Regions from separate parts of the Mus musculus genome. Here all the other regions are linked to region 1. The links are chromatin contacts, called in public Hi-C and HiChIP or PLAC-seq maps. All regions are on one chromosome and are shown on one strand. The core of a region is the stretch at or near the end of the contact, and the rest is flanking DNA. Distances in the headings are between cores, read along the strand shown.

Evidence for each region. Hi-C and Micro-C count contacts between places; a contact is called where the count stands out from the background. HiChIP or PLAC-seq counts read pairs in DNA pulled down with a chosen protein or histone mark.
Region 2: a contact with region 1 is called in an H3K4me3 HiChIP or PLAC-seq map of forebrain, with 5 times the contacts expected there. The contact joins two enhancer-like sites. A contact is called at or near these places in 3 of 484 Hi-C or Micro-C datasets (cortical neurons and neural stem cells), 10 of 115 datasets of contacts at active chromatin or transcription factors (astrocytes, differentiating embryonic stem cells, embryonic basal ganglia and 6 more) and 1 of 9 other capture datasets (embryonic tail).
Region 3: an H3K27ac HiChIP or PLAC-seq map of neural progenitor cells shows a contact between it and region 1, with 12 times the contacts expected there. The contact joins two enhancer-like sites. A contact is called at or near these places in 1 of 484 Hi-C or Micro-C datasets (neural progenitor cells) and 5 of 115 datasets of contacts at active chromatin or transcription factors (astrocytes, embryonic stem cells, neural progenitor cells and 1 more).
Region 4: a Hi-C map of forebrain shows a contact between it and region 1, with 2.7 times the contacts expected there. The contact joins two enhancer-like sites. A contact is called at or near these places in 11 of 484 Hi-C or Micro-C datasets (cerebral cortex, cortical neurons, embryonic fibroblasts and 6 more), 3 of 115 datasets of contacts at active chromatin or transcription factors (astrocytes and embryonic stem cells) and 1 of 9 other capture datasets (embryonic stem cells).

What each region holds. Positions count from the first base shown.
Region 1 is chr3:35,479,495-35,486,099 of GRCm38.p6, reverse strand. No RefSeq gene overlaps it. Among named protein-coding and RNA genes, the nearest start is that of Gm38512, 77 kb to the right of the region's middle. Within about 2 kb of position 4,054, at least 23 of the 459 cell types and tissues checked have an H3K27ac peak or open chromatin away from gene starts, as enhancers often do. A contact at or near this core is called in cortical neurons, forebrain, neural progenitor cells and 1 more, where this site is marked.
Region 2 is chr3:35,084,845-35,091,449 of GRCm38.p6, reverse strand. No RefSeq gene overlaps it. Among named protein-coding and RNA genes, the nearest start is that of Gm35255, 140 kb to the right of the region's middle. Within about 2 kb of position 2,894, at least 64 of the 459 cell types and tissues checked have an H3K27ac peak or open chromatin away from gene starts, as enhancers often do. A contact at or near this core is called in cortical neurons, forebrain, neural progenitor cells and 1 more, where this site is marked.
Region 3 is chr3:35,138,852-35,145,456 of GRCm38.p6, reverse strand. No RefSeq gene overlaps it. Among named protein-coding and RNA genes, the nearest start is that of 1700017M07Rik, 130 kb to the left of the region's middle. Within about 2 kb of position 3,821, at least 25 of the 459 cell types and tissues checked have an H3K27ac peak or open chromatin away from gene starts, as enhancers often do. A contact at or near this core is called in neural progenitor cells, where this site is marked.
Region 4 is chr3:35,222,599-35,229,203 of GRCm38.p6, reverse strand. No RefSeq gene overlaps it. Among named protein-coding and RNA genes, the nearest start is that of 1700017M07Rik, 50 kb to the left of the region's middle. Within about 2 kb of position 3,598, at least 55 of the 459 cell types and tissues checked have an H3K27ac peak or open chromatin away from gene starts, as enhancers often do. A contact at or near this core is called in cortical neurons, forebrain and neural progenitor cells, where this site is marked.

The sequences.
Region 1 (6,605 bases), core at 2,805-5,304:
CAGTCTGGTTATGATACAGACCAAGGATGGCACAGTACTTGTCTCCGTCCAATTTACTGCAGATTATTAATACAGTCTTTCAGCAAATATTTCTTTAATGCCCATTGATGCTAGACACTGTGCTGGGTATGAGGGTCAAGTAGCCATAGACTGTGGTCCCTAGGGGGCTTTGTAGAAGCCAAAGCTGGCTTCTCCTGGCTGGTTGAAAGCCCGTTGCTAAAGTTCCAGGGACGCTGAGCTTCACAATCAATTACCACGAAAGGGCTTCCACATGGAAACTGGCCAGCAGCACGAAGCAGGGCTTTCTTTGTGGTTCTCTTTCTCTCTGCCCTTTCCTTAACTGGTGAACTAGCTAATAAACACAAACTTGCCTCTCTATCTGTACTAGATCCCTACAATACCAATGTGTATTGTTTTTCCAAGCGTTGTCTTTAAAGATTGAAGGAATAGAATATAAAATTGTAATGTAAGTCATTGGTCATCTGAAGAAAATAAATGTGAAAAATTTAAAAGAAAAGAAAGTTTTCACTGGGTGGTGGTGGTGGCACACACCTTTAATCCCAGCACTCAGGAGGCAGAGGAAGGTGGATCTCTGAGTTCAAGGCCAGCTTAGTACAGAGTTCTGGGACAGCCAAGGCAACACACAGAGAAACTGAATCCCCCCCAAATGAAAAAAAAAGAAAGGAAGGAAGGGAGGGAGGGAGGGAGGAAAGAAGGAAGGAAGGAAGGAAGGAAGGAAGGAAGGAAGAAAGAAAGAAAGAAAGAAAGAAAGAAAGAAAGAAAGAAAGAAAGAAAGAAAGAAAGAAAGAAAGAAAGAGGTTTTCATGGGGAAGAAATGGCCTTTTGTTTATGTTTTAAGAAATTGATTTGTTTGTCTTAATTTAACACAAATTAAGAATAAGAATATTAAATGAATTAGCATGTGTGAAGCAGATAGACAAATACCCAGGCAACTAGAGCATGAAGCACCCAAGTCAAGGCCCAAACTGTCCATGGATCCATGACGTAAACTTATGTATCTCTGTGGTGTATTGTATGGAGATGAACAGGAGACTTTAAGTCCACCTCTGCTCCATTCAAGAAGCTAAAATGACCTCTTTAATGGAAAACAAGGAAAATATTTAAGATGTAGGAGAAAGGAGAAACCGCATGTTGCTGGAGCCTGAGAGATGATGCAACACTTCTGTTTGGTTTGTTTTGGTGAGGCTGGGAACTGAACATTGAGTCTCTGACTTGGTTCCTTTCTCATTACTGTTATCAGGGAAACTTACAAAAGAAAGCTTTTAACTGAGAGCTAGCCTACAGTTCAGAGGCTGAGTCCACAGCCATCAGAGCAGGGAGCATGGGCAGCAGGCAGGCAGGCACTGAAGCAGGAGCTGAGGGCTTACTTATTGAGACAACAATGGGGGGGGGAGAAGGAGAAGGAAAGGGAGGGAGGAGAGGAAGGGAGGGAGGGAAGGAAGGAGAGAGAGGAGAGGAAGGGAGGGAGGGAGGGAAGAAGAGGGAGTGGAAGGGAGAGAGGGAGTGGGAGGGAGAGGGAGGGAAGAGAGGAAGGGAGGGAGAGAAGGAGAGGGAGGGAGGGAGGGGGGAACCGGGAAGGTGGGGATGGGGGCTGGGGGGGGGACAGAGGGAGGGTGCACCTAAGAGCCTACGCAGGCCATTCTCATTTGCACCATTACAGACCTCACACACACCAGTCAATCACAATTTCTGAGCACATCACCCAGTCGGCGCATGCTTCTTTCAGCCACCTGCCAAGAAAGTCTTTAATAAAAAATAAGTTTACAAAACCCAACTTACTATTTTCCTCTGTGTGCTCGTCTTTGCTTTTGTGAGTGAGTATTCCACACTCTGGTCCTCTGTTCAGCAGACTACAGGGAGGGAGAGAGGAAGAACTAGCCCCTTACAGGCTGCTAGCCTGGTGTTTGAAATGGTTTGACTTCTGACAGAACTCCCCCCACCCCCACCCCAGTCTCTGTAAGGAGAAAGATTAGACTTTATCTTTGGTTCTCTTGCCTTATTTTTATGTACTAGAAAGCGTTTTCTTCTTCCACACTAAAGATAATTTTCCTATGGAGAACTTATGTGCATTTTTTTTTCTTTTTAGATTGTGTCTTTATCGTTATTGGTTTTGGTAGAATTATAAATAGTGTTGTTCCTTAATTTTAGATTCCGGCTTCTCATTGCTGGTGGATAAGGAAGCAATCACTTTCATCTCTGACTTGTACTGTGCCACCTCATCAAGCTTATTTGTTAGAGTTTAAGTTTCTGTGGCGTTTTCTACTTTACTATCATGCTACCTAAATAGATGTTTGCTTCTCCCTGTTCTAGTACACATGTACCCTTAATTTCCTTTTCTTGTCTTATTGCACTAGCTATGACCTTAAGTAAGAGAGAGATGAATGCTATCTTTGTCCTGTTAGGGTGGCTAGGGGAAAGATGTCCTCTTTTACCACTTTCACTTTAATATGTAATAGTGCTAGAGTATGTGCATTCATGTGCGTATGTGTGTGTCTCAGTGTGTGAGCGCACGCGTGTGTGTGTGTGTGTGTGTGTGTGTGTGTGTGTGTGCCCACCTTCTTTAGGCTGAGGAAAATTCTTTATACTTTTTACTTTTCTGAGACTCAGAGAATGTAACTGATTTCTTTTAATCTGCTCTATTGAGATGTTTGGTTTGCAACATTCTTCTCTGGACGTGGAGAAGGCAAAGAAGAGCATTTGACTCTTCAGCCCGACAGCAGCAATCTTCAAGTCAGCTCTCTGCCACTTCAGTACCCAACTCCCAGTCTCCACTATAAAACTAGGAATCTCTATCAATTGCCTCGGGAAGGAGGCACCTTGTGGTGGAGTGATGAGCTCTAATCTGGACAGCTGCCTCTTCTTATCTTTATGACCTTGGACAAATCATAAAACATCATTTCTAAAATCAGTACCGTAATTACCTTATCAAACTGTGGAGATACTTTCAAATGGTAATCGCTCTGAAGTACTCTACACATTTAAATTATCGTGGAGAGGATACATTCTTGGGGGATAGGATTCTTGTCAGTTCATTTTTTGTATCCCTAAGTAAATGCTTAATGTGGATCTAATTATTCTGCGCTATACATATCCAGCCCCCAGGGCCGCGGTGTGCTGGGAGAAGCGAATCATGTCTTCACTGCGTCACTGTCAGAATCCAGGGCTGTGATCCAAGACTGAAGTGCTGTCACCCCAGTCGAAAAACAATCAGACCATGTAGATGGTTAGCTGTCAGGAGCTGGAGAAAGAAAGCATTTTACAACATTGGCTCAGGTCATCCGCAAATGCTAGCTGTTGTTTTCGTTTTGATTTGGGAAGTATCCCCACTAGGTGACTGGAAGCCTGGCTAAGTGAAGAGAAACAGTATAGTTTGGTCTTTGCTTTTGGTTTTTTGTTTTGCTTTGTTTTGTTTTGTTTTGTTTTGTTTTTGCTCTCTCCTAGAGGAAAAATTTTGTTTCCCATGCTTGATGACAGAGGGTGAGAATGGGGACTTGCAGTCCCCAAAACCACAATGGGGCGTGAGGTTCCTTTTTCTGAGCATCGTACAGGCCACTAGGTGGCACTATTTACCCATCTATGTTTCTCTGCTGGTCCTCAGCAAGGATCTTAATTCTAAACTAGTGTGTTTTGTTGGGAGTGATGGTGAGAGAGAAGCGTGTTAGGAAGGAAAATACAAATGACCCTCCAGAATCAATCCGGAGGGCTGATTAGGGGTCAGCTCTCAGCCACGGTTACACTAGACTTGGCAGGCTTGTGTCCGACTATTTTTAAAACTGATTTTTAAGAGCAACATGCAATTAGTTTCCATTTTCTTAAACCTTTAACAAATGACAAGATAAAATGAAATGTCGGGGCTTGGGACGTGGGATTGAGGAGGTACCCTCGCATGCTTGTGTCCCTCTCTCTCCTAAAATCATTAATGAGGTCGGGGACCCCTGAGAACCTTAAAGCCGCTTCTACGTGAAGCTCTCCGCTGAATCAGCCACCATCGGGGAAGCCAAGCACTGGTGTCCCTTTGGAGATGGCATCTGGGGAAGCCGCCCTGATCTCCAGGCCCGGTGGTGCTCCCTTTCCGCCTTGGCATGTGCTACACAGTCCCTGAGGACTGTTATTTATCTGGAGACCACAGAGATGAAACAGGAATTTCAAACTGGCACATACAACTTTTGGTGAGAGAAATTAAAGATCTCTCTCTCTCTCTCTCTCTCTCTCTCTCTCTCTCTCTCTCTCTCTCTCTCTCTCTCTCTCTCGTCCCCAGATGACAGCCCTCAGAAAACACACTGAACAGCCCCAAGGACATAGAAACCAATGGTTGCCCCCACTTTGTTTCGGGGCCACGGAATCTGCCGTTACCTCTTCACTGTCCGTTTTAACTTTAAAATCGCCTTGCACGACTCTGCCTAGAAGCTTGGTAGTCATTCATTCATTTATTTATTTTGACTTAGAAATGACACAACTAGAATCATAGTTTTCTCCCTGTTCCGAATCTTCCCAAAGCTTTCTGCCTGCCCCGCCCCCGCTCTCCACCCCTACCCCCCACTCATGAGCTTCCATTTTCTCTGCTTTGTGGCATGTCTACCAGCACACACCACCTTGAGCTGATGTGTGATAAACAGCTAAATATAGTGATGGCTTTGGCAGCTTCCTCTCGACGCCTGTCACAGACCCCCTAAAATGGGAATTAAACAGGTTTAAGATACACAAGAGGCTCTGTTATGCTTGGGAAGAGAGGACACTTTCTATGTCGTGAGCAAGTACTCCTCTGTTTGTGTGTTCGTGCCCTGCTTTATCTAAGGAACAATAATGACTTTAATGGTTGTTAGCAGATGCTCTGTTAGATGCTCAGAACCCCTTTCAGCCGCCGGCCTCATCCAGAAAAGTCTTTATGTGAAACCCACACTGTGTAATCAGTGGTCCTGTGCGGGGGCTGGGTGCTGGCTAGATGACAGTCGCCGCTGCTCTAGATACTCTAACAGCAATGGCTGAAAATTGCCTTCAGCTGATTCTATGTGGAGAACTCATGATATCTGGAGTAAATTCACTCAGGTCTCCAGCCCCCACAGTCCTCAAGAAAGAAAGAAAAGCAGAGAGAGAGAGGGGGGGTGGGAAAAGGAGAGAAGGTTGGCTATAGTACATAGGAATTCCAGCTCTCTGGGGCTTTGACCACACCAGTGAATACTAATTATACTGAATGTGTCGTCTTCACAAACCAAACACGTATTCCCAGGAGACAGATAGTGCCACCAATCCAACTCATGATGTAACCTGGATTTAAAGCCAGGCCTCTCAGAGGGACAGGCAATCGGGTCTATTAACTCTCATGACACGTGCCAGCGCTTTCACTACCACCTTGACCTAAGGAACACATGAATGTAACACTTTTATTTCATCAGCTTATGTGTTACCGGGGCTGGCTCTGAGACCTGGGTTTTGGAGACATTGAGAATAAAGGAATCGTTTTGGGGGACACACAGTTTGCAGGGATTTTTCTCGGGGGTGGGTGGTGGAATCAGTTGTGCTTTATAGATGTGTTGCTTCCACAAAATCTGGGTGGAGTGAAGTGGAACTTCAGCCAGGCAGTCATGTACTTCTCTATGCTGAGATGCATGCAGCACACCGCATCTGAGAGTCCTGGAGTCTTGTGACCTCGTTGGAGATATTTGGAGAAAGCTTTTCATTTGGGTGCCATGTGGATTGCCATCTTCCTTTTCAGATTTCTGTTGTGTTGTCTTTGTGGAGAGAGGCCCGAAATCAGTGGAGGCAAAGCCACATGACCTGGAGTCCATCTGATCATTGTACTTCCTGGGCCCCTGCCATTGTTTAAGGCCACCAGATGGAACTGTCCAGGTGGACCCAGGTTAGGCTCTTGTATACATTGCTGAAGTCCGCCATTGCTACTTTCTAGGAGACCCTAGCACCTATCTCTAATTACTGGGGTCCTGCTCGTCGCTGTGCTTTTCTGTCTCCAGCCAGGAAGAGTCCCCACTTCTCCTTCCTCCACCTGTCTCTCATGGCACTTGGAGAGCTCTGTGGGTGACAGGTGCTTCTGCACGTTGCTCTCTTATAAACATACATAGAGACCAGCCCATCACATCCACCTCACACACACAGCATCATGTAGATCAGCCAATCACATCCACCACACACACACACACACACACACACACACACACACACACACACACACGGCATCATGTAGACCAGCCAATCACATCCACCACACACACACACACACACACACACACACACACACACACACACAGCATCATGTAGATCAGCCCATCACATCCACCTCACACACACAGCATCATGTAGATCAGCCAATCACATCCACCTCACACACACAGCATCATGTAGATCAGCCAATCACATCCACCTCACACACACACACACACACACACACACACACACACACACACACACACAGCATCATGTAGATCAGCCAATCACATTCACCTCACACACACAGCATCATGTAGATCAGCCCATCACATCCACCTCACACACACAGCATCATGTAGATCAGCCAATCACATCCACCTCACACACACAGCATCATGTAGATCAGCCCATCACATCCACCT
Region 2 (6,605 bases), core at 1,645-4,144, 390 kb after region 1:
GGGGCTCTGTTCTGTCAGTCCACTTCAGTCCTTACGGCTACTAAGTTACAGGCTCCTTGTGTCAGCCCACAGTACCTAGAAGTGTTGTTTGGATGGAAATACCAAAGCAAAGCTGGAGGCTGTTTGTTTTCTAAGAAAGGGGATAGTACTAACCTGATCATGAACCACAGAAAACACCCTATTTTCTAGGAGTAGAACTGCCCTGGTCAAATGTGATGGAGATTGTGTCTGTAATCAACTCCCATTTATCCCGGGCTTTCTGTAAGCCAGCAATGTTACATACATGAACACTCCCTTCTTATGATAGGTTCCTTTGTCTTCATGAGAGGACCCAAGAAAATGTAGAAGGTAAGGTTCAATGACTCTCCAGGGTCACCCAGCTCTTTAAAAAGACCCCACACAACACTGGAGAGGATTGGTACCACAGCCTGTATTCTCCATCACTCCAGGCTCAGGCAGGCTGAGGATTCTCTGTATATTCTTTCCTATGCTTCCTTAGTCGTGGCACAAGTCCACCCTGTCTCCCTTGGGGATCAGAGAACAGCAAGAGCTACGCTGGGCTGGACTTTTATGTGTGACTGCATTTCTGTTGACAGTCCCGGATGTCATCCTGGGGCTTGGGAAAGCCCAGAGGCACCTGAAGCAATCTGGTTTACCCAGACTTGAGAGCTTAGAATGACCTAGGGCCAGCAAGGAGGCCCCCAAGGGTCAGTGCTAATTGGGGCCGATTCCCCAGGGGTACACAGCCCAGACTGTTCCCAAGGAGTTCAGCTGGAACTAGATTGCTTCAGGAATGTGAGCCAGGCAAACAACTGCTCAATTGTTTGAGCCCCTGAGCTTGGTCCCCAAGCAGCTTCCCAGCTAAATGTAGGCCAACAAGATTGCTGAAAACTGTTGGCAAAGCTAAACGCAACACTTCCTTCATTTGCATTTAAAAATTAAAGTTCAGCCTTGAAGTGGGCATTAGGCAAACCCTCCCTAAATGAATACCGAACAAGTGCATGAGATCACCCTGGCACCCCAAGCGCTCTGCTCCCCAACTCTTGCAAGCAGAGAATGGTTTGTTTGCCATGACTCTTTCTCTACCACAGTCAAGACCTTGAAGCTGCAACCTTCCGATCGAAGGTGAAGCGTTTTAACTGACGGCTTTGTGGGTAACTCTGGGCTTCTCTCTAGCATCGCTGTTGAGACGGTTTCTTGACTTGCCTATGTTGAACACATGTCCAGAATCAACCCGCATCTATGTCTGGCATTTACGCTTAACGCAGATGGCAGATGTTAGCATGGAGATGTTCAGGGTCAGTCAGAAGTATCCAAGACATCCTCCTGCTCAGCCCATCTGCTCCTGCCTTCTCCTTCCCAAGATGCCTACACTATAGATTTGGTTAAGATTTTTGTTCATTTACTGGCTCTGGAGAAAGCAAAGGTTTCTCCACGTCTAGTCCCCCACATCTCTTGTGTGATGGTTCTCTGAAAACATGGTAGTATCAGAACAGCAAAAGTTGACAGATTCCAGCCTGTCACCAAATGCCTGTTTTTTAGAATTGAACTCCTTTTAAAAGTACAGCTCTAGGACACTCTGGGCTCCACTGTATGGAATCATGTCTGCAAACGGACCCTTGACTCACGGGAATTGATATTTTTAGGTGTATTTTGAGACTTTATTGGCTCTTATCTACCTTCATGGACTTTATTCGTATACATCTTATCCTTGTGAATCAACGACACCACCTCTGACTTGACTGGGCTGACTGGACAGATGTGGCCAGCCCAGCCCTGGTTAACACTGCCTAAAATGCTTATAAATTAAATCATAGACACAATGTAGCTTCCCTCCAAGCTTAAAGTTCCCCCTTCCTTCTAAAGCTGGCTTCTGGCTCCTCAGGATGGGCTCTTTTTAAGGGAGCACTATCCTTGCAGTGTTCTGACATTAGATGACTAAACAAAATTGCTGTGGCCCTTTGAGTTTCTGGGTACATGTTTGTTTAGAGGTGTTGTTTTTATTTGGGAGGCGGGGGTTCTCCAGAGAAGCTTGGTTTGTTGTCTGTGCCCATGATCAAATTACTTTGTAAATGGCATGAAAATGCTGTGTATGTGTATACACACACACACACACACACACACACACACACACACACGGTTGAATCTACCAGAGCTTCATTTTAAAACCATGTGGGTCTACGGCCATTTCCACCAAGGCAGGCCCAGATAAGCGAGGCTTGTTTGTGTGCGTGGTCATGTCCATCCTGAGCCCATGTCTAATTCTGTGGGCTCCCTTCTGGTTTGTGGCGCTGTTGTATCTGAACCTAACCCCCCTCTCTCATCACAGCAAAAAGTTTCTTAAGAGCTTAACTTACAGCCGAGTGCCAGCTCCCCCCATTTAATTTGTCCTGCTACCCCGGCACTTGTCATGTGTGTTCAGGCAATGGTGAGGTCAGTTCTCAGGGCCCAGCTCTCTGGACACCCTCAATGATGACCTCATTAGAGGCACAGATGTTTGCTGCACTTTGGGAGATGGGGAGAAAGCAGAGCAGTAAACTAGGCCAGCTTGCAATAAGGCTGTTACCCACAATTCAAGATAAAATGCCGGATAGTTCCCACTAGGTTCTGGTCGGCTAGGAGACAGCAACTTATTAATCTTGTGTCAGAGAGCCAGCTGCAGCAAGGCCGTTTCCATATTTCACCACTAACCCTATGTCTGGACAGCCATTGTCTTTTCTTATGAAAAAACTCTACAAATCAGCTGCGTTCTCTCTCTGCCTCTCTCTCCTCTCCTCCTTTAGCTCCGCAAAGCCCCCCACTTGTCCTCTTTGGAGAGTCGGGGCGCACCCTCCAGCCTGGGCCTGGCTTACTAATTCAGAGCCCGTGCTTACTTTCTAACTTTAATGATATTCCCTCAGCGTAGCACTTCGGTTGCTTGGCGACCGGATTTGAGCTAGGCCTCTCATTTGATTCCCACACATCAGACCCTGAAAAGCACTTTTTTCCCCCGTCCCTCAGCTTTTGATTCTTTCTGCTCTGAAACCCTTCCCCCGCGGTGTCAGTATGGGTGGGCAGAGCGGTGGTAGGAGGAGGCCAAGGGTGAAGGGCGGCCTATAGTGCACTGGTTACACATCAAGGCCTCCAAACAAAGCCTCCGGGAACCCTCCCTGACCAACACAAATTCCCCTCAGAAAAAGCAAATTTGGCTTTCCCTCATAGTGTGGGTGTCGTTTTGAGACTTTGCTTAGATACTTTATTAAATCTGATGCCTCTCATTGTTTTTTCTGCTGTTTCTCCCCAGAGACTTCCCATATCAACAAGTTGCTGTAGGCATAAGCAAACAGATTACAGAGAACTGAAATAATCGAACAGACAGCAGGCTGGCACCCACGCTTCTGATAGCTTCTAATTAAATCATACTATCTGTTAGTGAAGAACCCTCTATCTTGGTGTTGGGGGAGATGTGCTGTTTACCCCCACGATAAGGAAACATTTTATGCTAAAATGTGTATGTGGACATCCATGGTGCGACTGGCAAAAAGATGAGGGGAAAAATTTTCCCCATTTTTGTCTTTTTAAAGAAAAATAAAAATGCTATATATGCTATTGAAAAAGATCCACTGTAGAAAACAAAAACCAAAAAATAAAAAATCAAGGCGTTGAACATACTTCTGTGTTTTGTGGTTGAAGCTCTAACACAAGAGGGGACAGTCAAGGAAGGACTCAAAATGAAGGATGCTTGAGTTTTCCGATAGTGTTGTTTCCATTGAAATTATATTATGCAACTATGTCCTTAAGAGGCACACACCACACACAAACCACACCACACACACACACACACACACACACACACACACACACACACACACTCATAGCAAGGAATGAGCTGCTTCACTGACTAGAGCCAGTGAACAGTCATGCTTCTGCATACAGATTCCAGACACACGGGAGTATGTTCTTACATGTATATAAATGTACGTATAGTCTATTACACAAGACTGTGTGCAATCTATTATACGTAGTCATGTATAGTCTATTTTAAAGAGAGACACACAGAAGCATGTTTCATACATGTGTGTAGATTCGTGTCTATGCATTTAGACACGGTGTGGTGGTCTGTTCTAGAATGTAGCTCAGATATTCTTGTTGGCTTCCTTTCTCACAGATCCCTAAGGACTTGCTCACACAATGCCCACTCTCACATGCCAATCCTGTGTCCTGATGGAAGTGTGACCTTCCCACTCCATGGACACTTGAAAGCTGGGTTCTTAGACCTTATTGTCTTCCTGTTGGACTTACAGGAGGCTGACAGAAGTCTGTTGTCTCCTTCTCAGCAGTGATTAAACCAGTATGCAAAGCTCTTGCCTTCCATTCCCAGGTACTGGCCCAAACCTCCTTTTTCCTGTGAACTGCCTTCATAGCTGATAGGTGAGTGAGATTCAGATTTGTACAGTACAGTCCTAATCTGACACTCAAGCAAAGATTCTAGATAATGTTTAAACTCTGCTCTTCTTTCTGCCTAAAGTTTTAATCCGTACATTATCTGTATTTTAGGTGAACAGACGGGCAGATCGGATTCGTTATTCTATAACAGGATCTACTGGTCATTCTACTATAGGGTAGCTTCCTACTTCCTGTATGCCAGCAACATTTTGGTTTGGGGAAAATGTAGGCCATGGTACACTAGTAGATAGTTGGTGAATACTGTATAAAGCACCCCTGTGGTGAAACTATTAGTAAAACCGGAGAAGCAAGGGCTCTTTAATTTTACATTTGTAAAGAGAATTTTAGAACTCAGTTTGACTATAGGCACACGCACACTCAGACCTTGTGTGACGGGGTAGAGGGACAAGGGAAAGGGGAATAAAATTCCATGCAGGGTGGGGACAGCCATCCAGCTATGTGGTGCAGAGTTAATGACGGGCAGAGGGAGCTCTGAGGACCCCTCCCATGTTGCTGCACAGTGTCTGTGACTTCTCAGAAACACTGTTAATAATGGAAAACCAATCACAAACGACACTCAACTTGATGCCCTGCATATTTGTTATTTCCTCTTCTTTTCTACATGGTTTTTGCTCCCTCATGCTCACCTGAGCCCAACTAAAACTAAAATCTCAAAAGAACAGGCATACCTCAGGAAAGACTTCCTTAAAATATTTTTAACCTTACCCATCTGGAGTTTCTAAACTCCTGTGATGGAAACGTGATCACGTTATGCGCCTGCCTGTTCTGGGCTGCCCCTGGGTTGCCTGTTCTGGGCTGCCCCTGGGTTGCATGTTTGCTTCTGGAAGCTTGCCGCAGCTGCTGTGTGCACTTTCCCACTGCTAACGACAACCACACAGCCCTCCAGACCCGTCATGCTTCTAGACTCCTATCCATACAACAGGAGCAGAGCACAAGCTCGAGAAACTGCTACCTCACTCTTGACGTCTGTAGAAGACATGAGAAAAGTTAGGCCAAAGGAGGACGAAGATGGGCTCACTGCTCTCATTAATGAATGGCTGGCCGGCCATGAGAAACAAGATTATTGATTTAGTGTTAGTTATGGCCATGGCAACAAAGTGAGTATTACAGAAGATAAAATAATAGGGAGACATAAAATAGCTTTGATCCATGACCGTGGGACCTAAAGAGGGCTTCACTTACTAGAACTGGCCAGCATGACTTGTGTTGTTCTTATGTTGATCTGAATGGAGTATATGGCTCCCTCGGAGTTATGTTCTCAGTTGTACCTAGCACCTGAGCATTTGTCACTCTTCTAGATCACACAAAGCAACAGCTGTGCAGTAAAACAAGGGACTGTGAAGTAGAAGAACTCAGAGATGTGTCTCCATCCTTGTCATGGTGCCTTTAGTTTCAGTTTCCTTGATGTAAAACCAGGGAGGCAGTCACACAGAGATCAAGTAGCCTTTCCTGCTAGTTCTTGCTATGTGGTTCTGTGGTCTCCAGGAAGAGATTAGTGAGAAAAGGCCCAACCCACCCACGAGTACACTTACATGTCATGAAGATAAAAGAAGGTTCCAATGCATCTATATGTGTGCACATGAGCTTGGTATGTGGTGTGCATGGTACATATATTGTCTGTGTGTGTGTGTGTGTGTGTGCATATGTAAGATATGTATGGTGTTTGTGGTACCTATATTGTCTCTTTGCATGTGTGTTTGTGGGTCCATGTGTATGTAAACATGTAAAGTGTGCATGTTGTGTATGGTACATATAGAGTGTGTGTGTGTGTGTGTGTGTGTGTGTGTGTGTGTGTGTGTGTATGTGTGTGTGTATGTGTGGACATGTAAGATGTGTGTAGTATATATGGCATTTGCTCAATATGTGGGTGCGTATGTGTGTATAATAACATAGACACCTGGCCTTCCCACCTTGATACTGCTGAATGGTCTATGTGGTCAACAATTTAAAAACAAAGGCACGGGAAAGGTGGGGTAAAGAAACCATTATCCAATGTGCTCCTAGAAGAAACTAGAAACCCCTTCATTTACTGTTCTTTGTACATGTAAAGGTTTTAAAAGTCAAAATGGGTTCTTTTTGGACATTTTTAGCAGACCCTGCTGCTCCTGTTGCACACACCACGCTTTAAATTCTCAGCACAGATGAGCACAGCCCAGCGG
Region 3 (6,605 bases), core at 2,572-5,071, 340 kb after region 1:
AAAATGGATGCAGACTCCTTCCAGTTTCTGTATCCTCATCTGGTAATTGCTGAGGGGCCATCTCAGCAGTCTTCTGAGGCTTGGTGGCGTGGCTTGTGTCCTGAACCCTTATGTAGCACTGAAGTGTTGACAAAGGACAACTGTCTTGATACTGGACAGGGACTTGCCATTAATCAAGTCTTAAAATTAGAAATGGCAAGTACTTGCTTTCCTTTTCCCATGTTGTAGACATGGAAACCATGGAAACAAGGGCCAAGAAAAGAGAACTAGCTTTCTGAAGGCCACATGGCTGATAACAGGAAGAAACAGCAGCTGAACACATGCTTGCCGACTTCATTTCGTCTAAGCACTTGCTTTTTCACACTTCCTTTCTAGTGCACAGTGTTTCTTAGCAGCGTTCTAAGGCGTCTTTTTCCTAGAGCCCGCCCCATACCTCAACAGTGGATTTCTGAGCAGTGAGACAGTCTGTCATATCCAACCCTGTTTTATTTTATAATCAGATCCCCCAAATTAAAGCTGACAGTGCTGAGCACGATGTCTATAGCACCAACACTCAGGGTGCTTCTGTGGGAGAACTGCTGTAAGCTCCAAGCTAGTGTGGACTACAGAGTACCAGCCCCTAAATTAATGTCGATGGATGGTATTGGGTAAAGATTTGTATACCAACTCAAGTCTCCTTTAAGCTTAAAGTATGTAATAGTTGACCTTCGTCGTCAACTTGACTGGATTTAGAATCACTATAGCAATGTGCCTTAAGGGTACATGTAGTGGGGCAAAGCAACCCTGAATGTGGTGTCATGATCCCACGGAATAGGATGCTGAACTGAGTAAGGAGGAGGAAGGAAGCTGAGCAGGAGTGTTGGTTTCTCTGTGCTCCCTACTCATGGATGCAGTGTGAGTGTCTACCTCATGTTCCTGTCACTGTGACTTCCCCACCATGATGGTCATACCCTCCAACTGCGTACCTTCCAACTGTGAACCCAAAGAAGTCCTTCCTTCCTTCCTTCCTTCCTTCCTTCCTTCCTTCCTTCCAGGAACTTTTGTCAGGTGACTTGTCAGAAGAGCAAGACAGATCACTGACTCAAAGGAACTTCTTCTTCTGATGAGGTCTTCAATTTAAGAGCTCACTTTGTAGGTGGGATGGAGTCTACCTGCAGCTTCAGAGAAATCCAAACCCACCCTGAGAAAAATAGTAGGGACCTCATCTCAAAACAACAACAAAACTAAAACAAATAGTTCATGCAGGGCCACTAGCAGACAGAGTCATGGAATCTAAAGAAATTGTCCGATTATAATGCTGTAGGCTAGGATGAGATGGCTTTTTCCTTGGCTAGTCTGCTCACTTGTCTTGCCACAGGGCAAAGGGTGACCTGAAGCCAAATGATGCACTTGTGTTCTATTGCAGCAGCCCATGAGGCCAACCATTTGGATGTGATGTCCTGGAAGGAGCAGAAGTGGGGTACATGCCCCACTCGTCTCAGTATGTAATGCTACATGAGTCTGGAAAGCACTTTCTGCCAACAAGAATGGTTACGCCTTCCACAGGCATCCTGGGAATGACCTATGGAGACAAAGAGAAGGTCCAGGCAGTATCTCGACATCCATATCAATTGTCTGTAGGCTCAGACTGAAGAAAATTGACCCAGAAAACTTCTGTCCTATCCCTTACCTTGTGAGTTAGCTCTGATGATTACAGAGTTGCCACAGGTGAAGATTTTTCACATTGAAAGCTAATCACACTTTCAGAAAAATTTCTATGAGCCACTGGCCCTGAAAATATTCTTTTCTCACAAAATACACACATATTTGTGTGTTAGTTTTACATATGTATGTATGTATATATATATGTATATGTATATGTGTATGTATACATATATACATACATATACAATGTATACAATGTATATATGTATATATGTGTATACAATGTATATATATGTATATGTGTGTATGTATACATGTGTTTATGTATATGTATATATGTGTGTAAGTATACATATAAATGTGTATATATACATATATGTGTATATATGCATATATATACTATGTTTATATATAATGTGTGTATATATAAGGATGTATTATATATGTAGGTATACAGGAATATATGCTGGGATATATGTATATACATATTTATACACACACATATATATTTATATATATTTATATATACACATTGGGTATACACACTCACACACACACACACACACACACACACACACATATATATATATATATATATATATATATATATATATATATATATATATACACATATATATACCACACACACACACATACACGCACAGTGTTATGTGTTTTTCTTGGACACTATCTTCATCCCTGGGTTAATATTCATGATCAATTGCTACCATCTCTGCTCATCTTTCTGTATAATAGTCTCCAGAGATTCTGTGTAAAGGACTAAATATTAACATCCCTGTGTTTCCAGGGCCCAGGATACTGTTGGGCAAGTAGTAACTGAACAGTGACATGTTTGCTCAGTTGTTAAACAAATGAAGTAGACCTGTGAATTCTCTTCAAAAACCACTAGATTAATTCCGTTTCTGTTCCTCCTTTTTGAAAGGAAATGGTTAACCAAAGTAACACACAACTGGTAAAAGAGATGACCAGGAATGGTACAAAATAAGCTTCAGGCTTATTAATTGCAGATGTGCTAAAGCATTTTATTTGGAAACTCTTAAATGGTTCGTGTCCAACAGACCACCAAATGGAAAAGGATAAAGGTTTTATTGCTTAAAAAAAGAGAGAGATTGTCAGGTAGACATTCGTATCTTCATCCCTTGCTATGATCGTAATTCTGATGGAGTTGAGTTGACAAACATGCCATAAGCAATGCTCCAAATGCCATCAAATTATAAAAAATGAGTAAGAGGGCATTTACAGCATAGCCAACAAAAGAATGTAAAGTTTGCTTAAAGAGAGAAGGACTGTGGTGCAGCTCAGTGGCTGAGCACAAGCCTTGTCTATACATGAGGCTGAACTGGATCCCCAGCATCACAAAACAAGCCAAAGGATGTTCATATTACATGTGATGCTGCTATATGTCCCACGACTATGCTGTGTTCTGGAAACCTACCTCCTCCTCCAACCTCCTCCTCCTCCACTCTAGTTCCTGTCATCCCCCAGGTGTGGTCTCCACCTGGGTTCTTAATCTCTGTTTCCTCATCACGCTTGAGCCCCTTTACCAGAGGAGTTATCTCTGAAGATGCCTCTTCCAGATCAGCTCGTAAACACCCAGAGCGTTTTACACACTTCCCTCCCTCCAGCAGGCATGACTGTTTTTCGTAGCTCACGGGTGGCAGTGGCCTTCTTCTGGGAGCAATGCCAGAATCTGGTCCAGGAAAACTCTGAGGCAACTTTCAGGACCTTTGTAATGGATGCTACCCGTTGCCACATTTTATCTTGGTTTCCTTGGGAGAAAGCAACCATGCTTCGTTCAGACGGGCAAGCCAAGTTCGCTTTCTGATGCCAAACTGGCAAGGACCACAGAGCTTGGTGTTGGTCTGTGGATGGGAAAAGGCATCAGGAAGAGTTTCTGACTTTTTACATCTTTTGAAAATGAGCAGCTGATACATTAAATTTTTTGTCAGGGAACAAGCATCAGATTGCATAAATAACTCATTTGAACAGCAATCACCTCCCAGTCACTCAGCTCTCTGGCAGTTAACAAAAAGGTTTTAAGATAGAAACTGGACTATTTAGCTTTCATTAATCATTCATACTGTTCAAACACATCACACAGTAACTGAAGAGGGTTATGGTAGCTAAGCTTGAGTCTGTTGTGGAAAGTAAGTTTAACTTTCTATGAACTCACTGGACACAAAGAGTGTCCCCTGCTTACTATTCCAAATGTCACCAGCTAGAAGCAAACGGATGATTACGAATGGTAATGAAATACCTCTGAAGCCGTTTGTACACTAACAAAGAGTTACTGTCAGAACTTGAATAAGGTCCATCTACCCATTTTCAAAGAATGTCAACATTATATAAGGGGTAAAGCAGACAGCAACAGCTAAATACACAAACAAATAAGTTTCTGATAACATTTCCCTAGAACACAGTTTTCGTCAAATTTTTTTTTCTTGGAAAAGGAGAGATCAATGAAAGCATCTCACCTCCTTAAATCATTTCAACCCCACAGTGGGCCTCGCAGGAGTTAGGAGAGTTTTAGACATTCCATCTTTGTGTTCTGGATTTTTGGGGCATGGGGGCAATGGAGATTCCTGGGTTGAGTTTCTCTGGCTGATACTTGTTTTCTTCGTTTCATTTGTTCTCATCTTCTTAAGTGAAGCAGGGAAAACAGGGTGAAATTTTCTGTGTTCTGTCTCTAGGAGAGAGAAACCCAATAATTGCTGCTTCTTGGAGGCATTGGTTGGCAGCCCAGGAATTTCTTGATGGACTCCTCTGTTTAGCTGTTCCTGAGGACCAGGGTGGTGGCTTCTCCTAGGCTTCAACTGTGCCCTTACTAGGTCTGCATCTTTCTACTGGGATGAGACTCCACATTTTATGAAGGAGCCAATGAGTGGAAAATACCCCATTGCTTTTGAAACGTACCTAAAATCTCAGGGCACTAAGACTAAAGCTGCGTGAAAGTTCCTGAAAGGGAGGGTCTTTATGACAACCTACAGAGGGGCTGTTTCCTCTAGAAATAAGAATCTCATTTAGTGTGTTTTAAGGTCTTTAGTAGAGCTCTTTTGCCAGGAGGAGAACTACTTGGGAATCTGATGGTTTCATTTAGTTCTAATGAGAAAAAAAAAAAAAAAAGAGGCAGATGTGGTAGCAGCTGTTATAGGAGAAGCAATGGGTAGCGAGAACGCAGACTTATTGACACCCATGAAGAATGCTTAAAGGCGTTGAGAAAGAAGAAAAAAAAAAGATCTTGAAGACACAGAATTCAGTGCTAGGAAAAATGGGTGTATAAAACATAAAACAACATTTTATATCGATCAAGTGATTTTTTTTTTCCTTTAAAATTATCAGAAGCTGTTTAAAAGAAGGGAAGAATGTTTGACTTGTGTTCTGAGAAGTCTAGAGTCTAGGGCAGGCTTCTTGGAGGGATTGATCTGGCTTAACAGTGTCCCTCTGACCCCAGCAGTCTCAGCTCTGCCTTCTGTTCTCTGTGTAAATTTTATTCCAAGATTGACCCTCTACATGTAAGGTAGCCGCCCACAATATCTGGACTGCATGCTTTCTTAAATTCAGGTGGAGAGGGCAACATGGGAAAGAGATGAATGCCTTTCTCCTAAACAAAGTCCTGAGTTTCACTCTGGAATGTTCTTACCTTGGCAGTAGGAGGAGGCTTAAGTCAGTGACTCAGTGCTCTCTCCTCAAATCAAAACAAAATAGGCTGATGCAGAAGGGAATAATGGAGCCAGAGTGGCCAGACTGTCCACAATGAGTGTTGACCCAAACACAGCTTGATGTGTGGCTTTCACCAAGCAAACCTTCCCTGTAACGGTTACCTTGAAAACACTCATTACTATTTCTCAAAAGGCAGTTCTCGGACCCAAACTGCAGAGATGTGGTTTAAATGAAGATCCCTAGATCTTTCAGAATTTCTGTGAGTTTAAGAGATGGATGAGAGTTTGCCTTTTTAGCAAGTTCCTGGGTGCCTTTCATGCCCACTAACGTTTAGAGGTCACTATTCTATAGAAGTGTAATGCTCAGAAGCTAAGATTTCAGGAGCCTGTGGGCTTGTGATAGGAAGGTCTGAGAATGAATTTCACAGTACCTTTGTAAACTGTCCTGGATCTGGTAGCTACCAATAGTCCCACCTGAAAGACATGTAGTATTAACGAGGACTTGACTTTATATTGCCAAAATACAGGTGCCTCTTGTTGAAACTGTTTTCAAATGACCTGTAGTGCACATTTCCATAATCTGTGAGGGAATCCTGTTCTTTGGCATACTGCAGTAGTTTAAAGAATTATGCATTACAGTTATCTCTTATTTCACAAAGAAATTGTATGTATGCTGGTGCAAATGTGTGTATGGATGATGGTGTCATTCTTCAGGCCCTCATCCCTCTTTGAGACAGGGTCTTTCATTGTCCTAGAACTTTTCAAGTAGGCTAACATGGTTGGCCAGAGAGCCCCGAGGATACCTCTCTGTCCGCCTCCCATGTTATTATGAGATCATGCATGCATGCTATTTTATTTTTCCAGCGGCTTTACATGTATTCTGGGGACTAAGGTAAGGACCTCAGATGTGTGAGGCAGTTCATGGACTGAGTCGCTTCCCCAGCCCACATTTCTCCCTTTTCAAGGGATGTTTTGAAATCATCCACATATACTATACTTTAATTTCCCTTTGGTCATGGTGGTAGGTACTGCCGTAGTACAGATATTTAGTATAAGCAACTGCTCACCACCACATTTTGGGATGCTTTAGGATGGGGAGGGATAACACGTGATTCTCTTAGCTTGTTTATATCAGGTAAAAATTAATTTTCTTCAAGGGAGAAAGATGAAAAGTTAAATTTTTTTTGTCCTTTAGATGACCAGGGATTCATAGGCAAAATTTTCTTCTAAACTTTGTCTTGATTATTTTTTAATATGAAGAGGTTGGTAACTCACAAGGTC
Region 4 (6,605 bases), core at 2,349-4,848, 260 kb after region 1:
AGGAAATACTTCATAAACATTTAGTTAAGAAATTAATAAAGCTCAAGGGGTTGAGGGCCCAGTAAAGAAAATTGCAGAAAACGGTGTAAGAAGCCAACAAAACCTCTATCCCACCTGTAACTACTTCACAGTAGAACTGACACTTATCTTAGTCATTTTTACATAGTGTCCAGCCATGTAGTCCAGGCTAGCTCATGGAACTAGTGATCTGTCTGCCTTAGCTTCCCCAGTGTTTGGATCATAGCTGTGTGTCACCATGTTGAGGTTACAATGGGCTCTTAGTGAGTGCAATTTTATAAATGATTAATGAAATTTTCTATTATTAGATCATATGTTTTTCTCCTGTCTTTCCTTGTAGCTATCCACTGCAAACACCAAAGATGAAGGGTTTTGTTGTTGTTTGTTTGTTTGTTTTTGTTATTTATTTATTTACTTACTTACTTATTGCAAGCCATGAGTCAAGGAGATTTGGTAACTTGCTCCACTGTTGGTCCTCACTCCTGCCTGAAAGAGAACTCACATGGTTAGCAGGTGGCAGCAGTAGGTTGGGGATTGGCTGCCCACATTCTAGGACTCTCAGAAGATACTGTGGTGGGAGGCAGGCACAGGCAGGATGGCACAGACTACATGGTTAAGAGCAGAGGGCACCACAAGCCTGAGGCTGCCAGGCCACCATTCAGACTTAAATCCAGTCTGTGGCAACACACAGCCCAGAGATCCAGTCATTACTATCTTTGGTTGACAAAAGGATGGTCCCCCTGAAAATGGGACCAGGCAACAAGAGGTCACTTTTATACTAATTTCCATTCTTGACCTTTATTGTAAAAACATCTCATTTATTATCTACCACCTTCCTGGATGTTGTTTTATGAGCTGTCCGGGATGCTAATTTGTCTGAGGTCTCAGCAAAAGTGCTGAGATACCAATCCACAGTCAAATTCTCAAGCCTGAATTTTCTCTTCTGTTAAGAAACTGTATGAGTGCAGGGGGCTATGGTGTCAGTCACTAAACACCTACGGCGTCATCTGATCACCTATGCACTGAGGAAGTAATTGTAAGTAAGATAGAACTTACAGTTTAAATGCAAAGGTTTGCCTTGGTGCAGAAGTTGTGATCAGACATGTAGGCCTCTGTACCAGTGGGCAGCTGCACTTCAGTTCACAGCACCTTTAGAATCTTTCTATCCCTTCTGGTCTACCTATGCATTCTTTATCTAGGAAGTGCATTTTAAGTGTGGGTGCAAGCTTGTGTGTATGTGTGTGTATAACACATGTATGTTTGTGTGTTTCTAGGCGTGTGTGTGGTGAGGTGTGGATGCATGTAAGTGAGTGTGTGTGTGTGTGTGTGTGTGTGTGTGTGTGTGCTGGTTGCTGGTTGCAGAAACTTAGGAAAATCTCAAGTACCATCCCTCCTGGGGCTCCATGCAGATCCTGACCACTTTGTTTATTTGTTTGTTTGTTTTTGTTTTTTGGGTTGTTTTGTTTTGTTTTGTTTTAAGACATTGCTTCTCACTGTCCTGGAACTTGGGAACTAGGCCTGACTGGCTGGCCAGTGCGTCCAAAGGATTGTCTCTGCCTCTCCGGCACTGGGCTGCCAAGCACACACTACCATGTGGAACTTTGTGCAACGTGGTTCCTGGAGATGAACTTCAGATCATGATGTTTGTGGGCCAGCTCCCCGGCGCTTTCCCTGCTGTTCTGAAATGCTTCCAGTGGAAACTGCGTTTGGCCTCTCTCCCTCTAAAAGCCATACACTCTACAGTCCTTTCTATTTTATACTTGCTGACTCTGACCCCAGAGGTGTCCTGAGCCATGAGATGGCCACCTGTTTCTAGAGAGAATGAGGTTCTGGACTCTTCCTGTTCCTCCTCCTTCCTCCTGTGGGTTTGTTGCTTGTCAGGCCACTTAGCAACTTGATCAAGAGTCTTAGGGAGACAAGAGTTGATTTGAATGGATGGTTGGTGGGTTAGAGCCACAGGGTCCTAAGAATTTTCTTCGTTTTACTTGACATTTCAAGTGCAAATGTGTATTTTAATATCCGCCTTGAACATTCTTGAGAGGGGAATCATGGTGGCAAGCAATGACTACACTGGTTAATTTAGTCAAATCATTGTGACAACTCATTTTAGCTTCTTACAGTAAAGATGTGAAACCAGACAAGTGCACATACTACGTACACATTTTATGCAGTAAATGTGCTGACAGCGTTTAGAAAGTTCAATGTTTTGGGGGAATATTAGGGGTTAAGACTAAGAAATTACCCTTATTATAGAACATTTATAATACCATAATTAATGAGATTTTATCTTTGTAGTTTAGTTTGCATCTCTCTTTCAACAATGATCCATTGCTGTGGCAAAGACTTCAGCAGTCTCAGCTGGGCTGCCTTGGGCATACATGGGAATAGGGGGATCCTGGAGAGCCAGCCTGAAGCCCAAGTGATTTCCTGGGTCCTTGACATTAATGAATGTCTCAGTGAATAAGTGAATAAGATTTTGGAAATAATGCTAGGATCCATACAATATATACTAGCACAACTTCACATTCAAATATTAAAATGTTTTTCTGATGGTTGAAAAACAGTGACATCTCTTTGGTCTTACTAAACTCACTCCTGTGAACACACGGTCCACCTTATGACTCCACTATGTGCCTTCAATCTACTGAACCCAGGTAGCTAAGGTCATAACTGATGTAGCAAAGAGGTCAAGGTCCTTGAAGACATTACTTTTGTCCTTTCTTGAAATGCATAATCTTCTTGGGTCAGGATTTTTCCTATTTACATTTCTACATGAATTTAATAGCAATTTAGAGTGGAAGGGTGGAAAGGAGAAGTGAGGGTGGGAGGGAGGAAGGTGGGAGGGAGTAAAGGAGGGAGGGAGGGAGAAAGAATGACAGAGAGAGAGAGATTCCACAGGCTCACACTGAAGATGGGTTTGGTCATATTCAACACATTGAACACCTTATTGAACATCTTGAAGTATTCAGAATCCCGTGGTGTTCTGTAAGGCCCAGATGTGTACAGCCAGGTGCCTCCCTCCCAATGTTTAAACCCATTTTATGGAGGATTTAATCCATCTTTGGAATCACAGACTTTGGAATGCATTCCTTGGGAGGCCATCTGAGATGATAAAAAACAGGTCCAAAGATGATATTCAAAGATGCCATTTATGGACTGGCAGAAAGGGGCTGAGCAGAGAGAGAGAGAAACTTGGCAGTGCTTTGTGGAGTCGTTTCAATTTGCCCTGTTCTAGAGCACAAGGGAACTCTTGAAATTTCATAATCATAGGATCTTTTTATTCATTTCCCAAAGAGCATGTTTTTGAGTCAGTGCATAATATAGCTATTTGTTCTCTCGAACACATCTTAGGGATGAAAAAGGAGTTAGGAAAATGAGCCCATTGTTTTTTAAAATTAGTGACAAACTTCAAAATAATTCCAAACAAACCTCAAATAAAACATTCTCCCCCTACTGCGAGTCCCATTTAAACTGTTTGGGTCAGTCTGCTTTAATGAGCCCCATTCATGCTGACTCGTCCACACACTTCACACAAAGACAACTGTACCTCTAAACCCATTTGAAAGTGATGGATGACTGTCAGCTCTGTGAGGCGAGCATGTGGTGGCTTGATAGCGCGGTGAAAGCAATCGCCGAGTGCGAGTCTGTTTCTTTTGGCAACGGAAGGGGTTGCTAATGGATTCATCATTTTCTGTTAAGCATGAATGTCAAACAAAAAAACATTTAGGGCTCTATTCAGCAGAGTTTCCGGCTTGATGCTTGCCAGCTATGGAGGCCCTGTGACTTGGAACCTGGACAGCCCAAAGCCTGATTTTTATTCCCCAAGTTCCGTGGAGCTAGAGCCCCCGAACCTGGAATTCTGCCAAAAGCTCCTTCCTCATCCTCTACCTCTTCCTGTGCCTCCTCCTTCTGCCCTTCTCACACTTCCTCCTCTCTCCTCTTCCTTTGCCTGCTCTTTTCCCTTCACCTCCTCCCTTGTCCCGCTCCTCCTCTCTTGCTCCTCCTCTCCTGCTCCTGCTCCTCCTCTCCTGCTCCTCCTCTCCTGCTCCTCCTGCTCCTGCTCCTCCTCTCCTGCTCCTCCTCCTGCTCCTGCTCCTCCTCTCCTGCTCCTCCTCTCCTGCTCCTCCTGCTCCTGCTCTTCCTCTCCTGCTCCTTCTCTCCTGCGCCTCCTCTTCTGTCTCCTGCTCTGCTTCCGTCTGCATCACCTCGGCTTCTCCTCCTCTACCTCCCCCTTCTCTTTCTTTTTCTTTTTCTCTCTTCAGCTCCTCTCTTTTCCAATCATGTGACATTATGGGCCTTGCTCTTCGATTGGTGGTATCTGGAACAGAGTGAGATACCAGCTCTTATCCCATCATTGACTCTGCCTAAGAACCACATAGAAATCCACTCATAGAGGGCTGGCAGGGTAAGCACGGGGCACATGCCAGTGCTGCTTGTATCTTAGACCTGACTGGATGAAGCAGGGATTGCCCATTTGTTATTTGGAAATCATAAACAATCAATGTGCTCTGAACTCATTCTACGCCCAGAAAATGAACACAAAAATAGAAGTGGAGAGAGATGTAGGCTTTTGAGATGCTGTGTTGTTCTCTGAATGGACCGGGAGAGGGCTTGGGGAAAATGCTGGCCTTGCCACACAGCTCTTATTGTATCATTTACCACAGAAGGGCTTCCTTCTGTGGGAGAATGGCTTCTTCAACCACATCCACAGTGGAAGGAATTAGGAGCTGGGCCCAGACAAGGGGAGCACTACCCCCCTGCCAGAGGCAGTGACTATTATTTAGACCCCAGAGTAACTGTGAGGCTGGCATGAGTCTTGGAACCAGCTCTGACATCGTGGATAACTCTCTATCAGCCTCAGTGCCTCAGATTTTGAACATTGTTGTTTTGTAGGTTAAATGAAATTGCAAAAGATCAGTAGTCTAAATTACGAGTTCATGCACATAGCGATTTATTAATTTAATTATTTTAACTAGTAAGGTGAACAAACAATGAAAGCCAGGAGCTTGTGTAAGGTCTAAGAGCTCAGAACATAGAAGAGATAGATTATTAACACCCACTTGCTTCTCTGCCAATCAAATGGGTGCTCCCTCCATCTGGGCTCAGCTCCTCCTCTGTGCCCTGTGGATATGGCTGAAGAAGCCATTCTCCCACAGGCGGGTGGGGTGGGGTGGGTGGGGTCTTCAGATGTCAATGATATCAAAAGAGCTGTGTCTTCTGTCTCTAGTCCCCAAAGTGCTTTGGTTGTAGGCAACTGTCCATTCATACATGGCTTTTGAAGTGGGTACTCAGTTTCCAACCCTGACCTTCATGTTTGCATACCAAGTGCTTTTATTCCTCTGAGGCATCTCCTCAACCCAGAAGCTCGAGCTTTCCTTGGGCACTAAGTTTTCACAGTAGGGGACTGGATCTGAGCACAGGGTTAATACCTGTGCACTGAGAAGGGAAATAGGATGTAAAGATGAACCCAGAGGTCTGTTTTAAGTTCTTTGTGAGTGTGGCTTGCATCTCCTCTCTTGTCTCTAATCCTCAGTCATATTTGGAGGAAAATTAAAATAAGTTGTGAAATGCTGCCAGCGCTTTGTAAATGACAGGACTACTGGTGAGTTAATGTGACAATTCTATTGATAACTTAGCTTAGGAGATGAAGCTAGACATTGAAAAAAGCAAAAGTAATAGTCTTCTCTGAATTATCAAATGGCAACTCCCTCTGGAAATGCCCTCTACTACCTACATAGTCAACCAGGGTTTCTCTCCTTTGTTTGCATGTTTATAACACCACACACACACACACACACACACACACACACACACACACACACACACACTGTGACAAAGATGATCTTGAGGGAGACAAACACTCTAAGAACTCAGGAAATATTTGTTGAATTTAGTAAACACTTATCCGGAAAACAGAGAAAGTTGCTCTATGGTGTCCAAGTTCATTCTATCTACCCTTAACCTCTGCGTTGATTTAATTGCTACTTACATGAAATTTTCACCAAATTAAATAACATTTTGTTAGCTCATTTTGCTAAGTTCTATATGCCTTTGTCTCTCGAAATATAACTGAACAAGAATGATCTACACATGCATTATACACTCTACCAGGGAGGCTGCAACCCAGATGTCATTTTAACCTGCGGAAGTGGCCGGATCCCTGTTCCACGGGGCTGATTTCAATGAGGAATTTTCAGAATGATGAGGCCAGATTTAGCTGGTAGCAATTATTGGCACATTTCAGATGAGCTCAGCGTGAAGAATAAAACTGAAGTAAGATTAAGTCTCAAATAGTAAAGGAGAGGAGGGAAATGAAAAGAGAGGCCAAAAGGGTTTGGAAAGCAGGAAAGGACCAGTTATCTGCAGGAAGCTGGTATTCTTGTGTGAGATGTGTGTGACCCAGCCTGGGTGAGAATGTTATCTCTATGTGATCTGCAGAATTTTGCTCTTGACTGCAGCAACTGCAGAAGAGTGAATTAAAGTCTTAAGGAGAAAAATCAATAAGAGGGAAGGAAAGATAAAAGCAAGAAGGCTAGAGAGCATTTCAAAAACCAAGTAGAAGTCTCATAAATGGCCATGGAGGACCG